2 separate regions of the Mus musculus genome follow, and region 2 is linked to region 1. The links are chromatin contacts, called in public Hi-C maps. All regions are on one chromosome and are shown on one strand. The core of a region is the stretch at or near the end of the contact, and the rest is flanking DNA. Distances in the headings are between cores, read along the strand shown.

Evidence for each region. A called contact is a pair of places that touch in the nucleus more often than the background predicts.
Region 2: a Hi-C map of the G1E-ER4 cell line shows a contact between it and region 1, with 5 times the contacts expected there. The contact joins two enhancer-like sites. A contact is called at or near these places in 16 of 484 Hi-C or Micro-C datasets (the G1E-ER4 cell line, brown adipocytes, embryonic fibroblasts and 9 more), 3 of 115 datasets of contacts at active chromatin or transcription factors (T-cell acute lymphoblastic leukemia, forebrain and memory CD8 T cells) and 1 of 9 other capture datasets (embryonic stem cells).

The regions. Positions count from the first base shown.
Region 1 is chr9:72,765,158-72,768,790 of GRCm38.p6, forward strand. No RefSeq gene overlaps it. Among named protein-coding and RNA genes, the nearest start is that of Gm27204, 12 kb to the right of the region's middle. Within about 2 kb of position 1,949, at least 72 of the 459 cell types and tissues checked have an H3K27ac peak or open chromatin away from gene starts, as enhancers often do. A contact at or near this core is called in the G1E-ER4 cell line, T-cell acute lymphoblastic leukemia and embryonic stem cells, where this site is marked.
Region 2 is chr9:73,069,517-73,073,149 of GRCm38.p6, forward strand. The region is part of intron 1 of Rab27a (RAB27A, member RAS oncogene family); the gene reads left to right. Among named protein-coding and RNA genes, the nearest start is that of Rab27a, 27 kb to the left of the region's middle. Within about 2 kb of position 1,870, at least 77 of the 459 cell types and tissues checked have an H3K27ac peak or open chromatin away from gene starts, as enhancers often do. A contact at or near this core is called in the G1E-ER4 cell line, T-cell acute lymphoblastic leukemia and embryonic stem cells, where this site is marked.

The DNA of each region.
Region 1 (3,633 bases), core at 699-3,198:
CTGACCCTGGCAGCACCTGGGTATAGAAGAAAGAACATTTCCCACAGCCGAGCTCTCAACAGGTTGTACTTGTGACCAGGGATGGACGCTGCATGGTGGGAACAGAACCTCCAGGCAGGAGATATGGAGAAAACCAAGGCGAGTTAAGGGGAAGAGAGCAAGAGGAACATGGCCACCTCTCTGTAGAAGACAAACAGGCCCAGGAAGTGACCCATTAGGACCATGGGCTGCGGTGAGATGGCTCAGTGGGTAAGAGCACCCAACTGCTCTTCCGAAGGTCAGGAGTTCAAATCCCAGCAACCACATGGTGGCTCACAACCATCTGATCACGAGATCTGACTCCCTCTTCTGGTGTGTCTGAAGACAGCTACAGTGTACTTACATATAATAAATAAATAAATCTTTAAAAAAAAAAAAAGAATGGAATGAAATTCCAGATTAATTAAAAAAAAAAAAAAAAAAAAAAAAAAAGGACCATGGGCTGCAGTTGTATAACAAACTGAGTCACCAAAAGAATAACTTTAATTATAGGACCATACAAAAGACAGATAACCTATCTGGGCGGTGGTGGTGCACACCTTCGATCCCAGCACTTGGAAGACAGAAGCTCTGTGAGCTGGAGGTCAGCCTGGTCTACAGAGCAATTTCCAGGACAGCCAGGACTGTTACATCGAGAAACTCTGTCTCGAAAACAAAACAAAACAACAAAGCAAAACAAACAAACAAACAAAACCAAAAAAAGGTAAGCAGTCTCTGAGTGAGATTTCTGGACCTCCTCCCACTGGGTTAGGACCCGGAGAGGATAATGTATTTATATGTAATAGTGTAACATGTGGCAGGCATGTTACAAGTATACAAGAGAGAGATGCTTGGGAAATGATGCCTGTGTCCCCTTCTGTGGTAATCTACTATGCAGGCATATATGTGTATTCTACTTCTCTCTGTGTGTGTGCACGCATGTGCCATGGCATGTGTGTGGGGGCAGAGGACAACTTTCAGAAGTCTGTGGTTCGTTAGGATCAAATCCAGGTCCATGCTTGGAGTCAAACAGCCTTACTCCCTGAGCCCCCTCACCAGCCCAATCTATTATACTTAATAAGTGTCTCCCCCACTGTGTTTCATAACAAAGGAGTTATTTTTTCCAAATAAGACACTGGTCTGGCATTTGTGAGAAAAACTCGAGAACAAAGTGTCTGGTGAATGTTGTTTACTGACTGACTGCTTGTGAGCCACTTGCCTTCTTAGGGCTCCATGCCCCTGCTCTCTGGGGGCCCCCTCCGCGGTCCTCTCTCCAAATAACTGGGCCTGTGACCATTCAGGAGCTCTGGAGACAGGAGCAGGGTAGAGTGGCGGTATTTTCCCAGACACTGTGGAGCCTAGGTTGAGTTTCTGTTACAAGTGTCATTTGTGTGTATGAAAGGCCACTGGGACATGTAATTAGCCATCTCTTGAGCCTGTCTGATTTCACTTTTCACATGGAGGGTATGAGCATATACTGTGCTTGGCTGGGCTCAGCTGAAAGAATCAACGGGTGTCAATCGGTTCATCCGCTGAGTTTCTATCTCTGCTCTACCCCTGACTCCCGTCTGCGCCCAAAGGGCCAGATCAAAACCAGTCCTGTGATTTCTCCTAGCTCAGAATCTTCTGACACCTCCAATAAAATGTCTGTTGTTGTCCTCAGCCACTCCTTGAGGTCATTTCTGCCAGAAGATGGCGCCACGGACTCATGTTTGCCCGGAAGCGTGGGCGGTCGTTTGCGAATCAATCCCCTCTGCTTTCAAAGGCTGCAGGGAACTCACCTACTTACCAGCTGCCAACAGATTAATCTTAGAAATACTGCTGCTCATGCTCCCAGGGGGTGGCTGCACCGTGCGCCATCTCTCCCTTTGCTGACTCCGAGGGCATCAGCATGGTCTTTGGCCCGTCGTCTGGTTTCTGGAAAGCGCTAACGGTCAGGGATGAACATGTGCTGTTGTTACATAGTACCCACCATCAGCCATTTGCACGCTGTTCAGAAGGTACAAATGGCCACCGAGCTTGTCAATTGCCTAATTGCTGCTTGGGGGCGGAGGGGGGGGGGAGCAGATACAATTTTGCAACCTTAGATCTCTGGCAGCAGCTAAGCTAGAGAGGCTCAGAAAAGAGTGGTTTCTAGTTGTCTCAGGTTACTGTGAGCCAGGTCAATAGTGTGGAGAGGGATCAGGGCAGGGAAAAGAAAGGAAGAAAGAAAAAAAGAAAGAAAGAAAGAAAGAAAGAAAGAAAGAAAGAAAGAAGGAAGGAAGGAAGGAAGGAAGGAAGGAAGGAAGGAAGGAAAGAAAGAAAGAAAGAAAGAAAGAAAGAAAGAAAGAAAGAAAGAAAGAGCAAGAAAGGAAGGAAGGAAGGAAGGAAGGAAGGAAGGAAGGAAGGAAGGAAGAGAGAAAGAAAGAAAAGACCTTAGGCCAGCAGGCCCATGACTGGGATACTACCCAAAGACAGTCTAGGAGACAGAAAGAGGATCCAAAGTGAAAATTCCCCTAAATGATCCTAGGCTTTGATTTCTTCTCACATGTTAAAGAAACAGAAGAAGGGGAGGGAGAAGAAAGAGAGAAAGGGAGGAAGGAAGAGTGTGTCAGTGTGTGTGAGTGTGTGTGAGTGTGTGTGTGTGTGTGTGTGTGTGTGTGTACATCTGCTTGGGAGATAGCTCAGTCTGTAAAGGACCTAAGTTAAATCCCCAGAACCCGTGGTTTGTTTGTTTGTTTTTAACAAGCCAGTCATGGTGGCGCAAACTTGCAAGCCCCGTGCTGTGCTGTGGGGAGGTAGGGAGGGGGGACCCCCGGGGTGGGGGTGGGGTGGGTCACTAGCTACCCAACCAGCCTACTCAGTGAGATCCAGGACAGTGAGAGACCCTGTCTTAAAGATAATGTGGGCCAGGTAGTGGTGGCCCACTCCTCTAATCCCAGCACTTGGGAGGCAGAGGCAGGTGGATTTCTGAGTTTAAGGCCAGCCTGGTCTATAGAGTGAGTTCCAGGACAGCCAGGGCTACACAGAGAAACCCTGTCTCGAAAAACCAAAAAAAAAAAAAATAATAAAATAAATAAATAAATAAATAAAAAATGGATAGCTCCTAAGAAACTAGAGACCCCCCTCATCCCCTGAGAAAGAGAAGGGGGAGGAGAAGGGAGAGGGGAGCAGGGGTAGAGCTGAAGGCAGAGAGGGGAGAGGAGAAAGAGACCTGGGCTGAAATGGGTATCATTAAATAGTTCTGATTCAAATATATCAGCTAGCTCTTCTTCCATAAAGAAACCCAGTGGTTCTCAACCTGTGGGTCGTGACCCCTTGGGAGACACACTTCAGATGTCTTCCATATCAGATATTTATACTTTGATTCATAACAGCAGCACAATTAATTATGAAGTCATAATTAAATCATTTTATAGTCAGGAGTCATACAACATGAGGAACTGTATTGAAGGGTCACAGCATTAGGAAGGTTTCGAGAACCACTGAAGTAAATAATTTTAAGATTCAAGTAGAAAATCCCAAGGCATCATTGGACCTTCGTTTCAGGAGTCCTGCGTCTCCTTGGCATATGGAAGCACTGGGCACTTCCTAGCTGTCATGCCGGGCATACTGTGGACAGATTCTGACATCTTG
Region 2 (3,633 bases), core at 620-3,119, 300 kb after region 1:
TCCCCACCCCACCCCCAAATAAATAGAAAAAAAAAAAAAACCCTCTGCACTGCTAATAAGTCGAGGCGACTGACCATTTGGATCAATCACTGGCTGGAATCTTTCTGTGAGTTACCTCAGTGCATAAATCTCATCCCTGCACTTAGTAGGGTCCTTATGACGGCTGGCTTTACTTGTCAAGTTGATACAGCCTAGAATCACCTGGGAAGAGAGTCTCAGTGAGGGATTATGTAGATCAAGGATTATGTATGAGCAAGTCTTAACTGATGTGGTGAAGCGGTCCCCTGGGTTTGAACCCTGAGCTGTCCAAGGGCAGGGGAAAAGTTGACCACCAAGCATGCATGCATGAGTTCATCCTCTTTGTTCTTGACCATGGATATGGCGTGGCCGGCTGCTTCCAGTTCCTGCCGTTGTCACTTCCTGAAATGATGGACTGCCTTCTGAAGTTCCGACCTAACGTGTATGTACATACACATATAGACATGTAGTAACACTTGGAGGAGAGCAAGGAGGACAGGGAAAGGAGAAACTATAGGATTATAATCCCAAAAGCTTTTTTAAAAAGTAAAAAACAGGGGCTGGAGAGATGGCTCAGCGGTTAAGAGCACTGACTGCTCTTCCTAAGGTCCTGAGTTCAAATCCCAGCAACCACATGGTGGCTCATAACCATCCATAATGAGATCTGATGCCCTCTTCTGGTGTGTCTGAAGACAGCTACAGTGTGTTACATATAACAATAAATAAATCTTTTTTAAAAAAAAAGTAAAAAAGGAAACAAAACAAAAAACCAAAAAACTCAAGATTCCCCTTAGTTGCTTATCGCCAGGGTGTTTATCGGGAGGTTGGTGGCTGTTGCCTCCGTTTTATAATTGAAGGGATGAGGTCACTTTTAAGCACTGGGACTGAACCGTGTAAGGCAGAAGAGGAAGAGTCAGAATTGGGACCTATGCAAACCCTCTTTGGGAAGGCTCTCTCTCTCTCTCTCTCTCTCTCTCTCTCTCTCTCTCTCTCTCTCTCTCTCTCTCTCTGTTGGAAATCTATAGACCTAAGGATGATAAATAAGTAAAAGTCCCTATGTCTAGTGCTGTTTGTGGCATATGACAGTGTCCGGCAATGTGTCCCTCTCTCCTTATTTTTTGAGACAGTCTTGCTGTGCGGCCCAGTAACCTTTCCTGCGTCAGCCTTTTGAGTCTCAGGGTTAAGGGCATGATCCGCTAAAGCTCATCTCCTTTTGTCCGAACTGAAACCACTTCCCTCATTTACTCCCTGGAAAGCAATTTACCTATGTCTTCAGTTTTTGTTTGTCTTTTTGTTAGTTTTGGTACTAGGAATTAAGCCTAAGGCCTTGAACTGCTAGACAAGTGCTCGCCCCCCCCCCCCCGCCCCCCTTGCATCTTCAGGTCCTTTTACTGTTTGAGTAGACCCTATCAACAAGTTGCCCAGGCTGCCTTTTCTATCCTCCCGCCTTAGCCTCTGGAGTAGCTGGGATTCCTGGCTTTCACCATCAGGCCCCGCCCTCCTCTTGCACTTTTTTTTTTTCTCTTTTAAATAAGGAAGCTCTCTGCCTATCTGGCACTTATCTAACATGCGGTTCTTGTTGAGGAAATGGGTGTTCTGTGCTTTCTATTGTTAGTCTGATGAGAATGAGGGTGGGGAGCACTTTGAGAAAATATTTGTGTAAGGAGGGAGAGGCAGAAGCCAACTGAGTGCGAGTGTGTCCACTCAGAAGGTGCCTGGAGCTTTTGACCCTGATGGAGGCTTTGAAACAGTACTTCCTCCAGGAGAGAGGGACTCAGATGTGTGATGCACGGTTCCAGTGCCCTCAGCACATCTTAGCTTGACGAATTTAGTAATCTTCTTAATGTAGATGAGTTTCTGGGCATTTCCTAGCAGTTCTGTGAGTCACAGGCTGTTAGATGACACTGAATGCTGGGTATTCCACACACAGCATGTCTTTCCATCTTCAGGGCCGTTGTGTGAGGGGGTGTATTATCACGGTTCTTTTTTCTTCGAAGATCTTACAATTCTTTATTTTTGTGTGTATGGGTTTGTACCTGCATGCAGTGTCTGAGGAAGCCAGTAGAGGGCGTCAGATCCTAGAGCTGGGTTTACAGGTGATCATGAGGAGTTGATGTGGGTGCTGGGAACCAAACCCGGGTCCTCTGTAAGAGCCACAGGTGTTCTTAACTACCAAGCCATCTAGCCCCCAGGGTTTGTTTGTTTGTTTGTTTGTTTGTTTATTTTAAACCAAACCAAACAAACAAAACACAGGCAGTGTGGTGGCACACACATTAATTTGAAACTAACCTGGTCTACACAGCAAGTTCCAGGATAGTAAGGGCTACACAGAGAAACCCTGTCTTGAAAAAAACAAAACAAAACAAGGCAACATCATTAATAAAAATAATATGGGCAGACAGTGGTGACACAGATTTTTAATCCCAGCACTCAGGAGGCAGGTGGGTCTGTGAGTTTGAGATCAGCCCACTCTATAGAGTGAGTTCTGTGACAGCCAGGGGTGCACAGAGAAAGCCTGTCTCTGAAAAAAAAAGATTGTAAAATAAAAAATAAACTAAAGGGTTGGAGAGATGGCTCAGCGTTAAGAGTACTGACTGCTCTTCCAAAGGTCCTGAGTTCAATTCCCAGCAACCACGTGGTGGCTCACAACCATCTGTAATAGGATCTGATGCCCTCTTCTGGTGTGTCTGAAGACAGCTACAGTGTACTTATATATAATAAATAAATAAATAAATAAATAAATAAATAAACTAAAGCATAGGTACCCGACTGACCAGCGTTTCCCAAATTAACATAAAGCACAAATAAAGCAGGTACAGGGTCTTTGTTGCTTCTATTGCAGAACCAGAGCCCCTTTGCTTCCATTTGAAGCCCCCACCTTCCAGCTGACTGGAGCCTGTCTGGGTCTGCTTTCAAGTCTTAGCTCCGTTTCTGTACAACACGAAGCCAGGCTCTAGCTTCATGTGCTCCTCGTTTGGAGAGCTCAGTAATTCCGAGTTCAGTGTCTGCAAGGAGAAACTATGAACACAGCCACCCCTCAGTAAAGTGTCACCCTTTATATCCTACAAACAGAACTGTGAAGGTTGGTAAGGCTCTGCCCTTATCCACTGGGCCAGTCCTATCTGCAATATGAGGTCACGGGTCTACGCTAAGGCTGTCTGAGGAAGTTCTCCACGGCAGCTCTAGGGGCTGAGAAGTTTGAATTTTTAATAGTCACCAAGTTGAGGCTTCAGGCAGGGGTAGAAGAGGTGAGTGTGAGGAGAAGACCCTCGCCTGTACTTTTATTCTAATGAAGCACCTAGTGTTGAGCCTAGGACCTGAGTAGACAGTATGAGGGAATGGAGAGGCATGGCGGGCACCTGATGTGCGCATAGATGGGCAGACCCACCTTTCATGAGCAGGATGAGGTGTCTCTGTGAGGGGGACGGACAGAAGATCATTGTTCTGATTGTCAGAGAGTTTGTTAGCGTTTGACATGTGAAATGAGAGTGCCCAGGACTTTCCTGGAGAGGGGTATGTGTGTGTGTGTGTGAATATGTAGCCCTGACTGGCCTGGAATGCCACATAGACCGCTACATTGGCTGACTTAAACTCACAGAAATCTGCTGGGCTCTG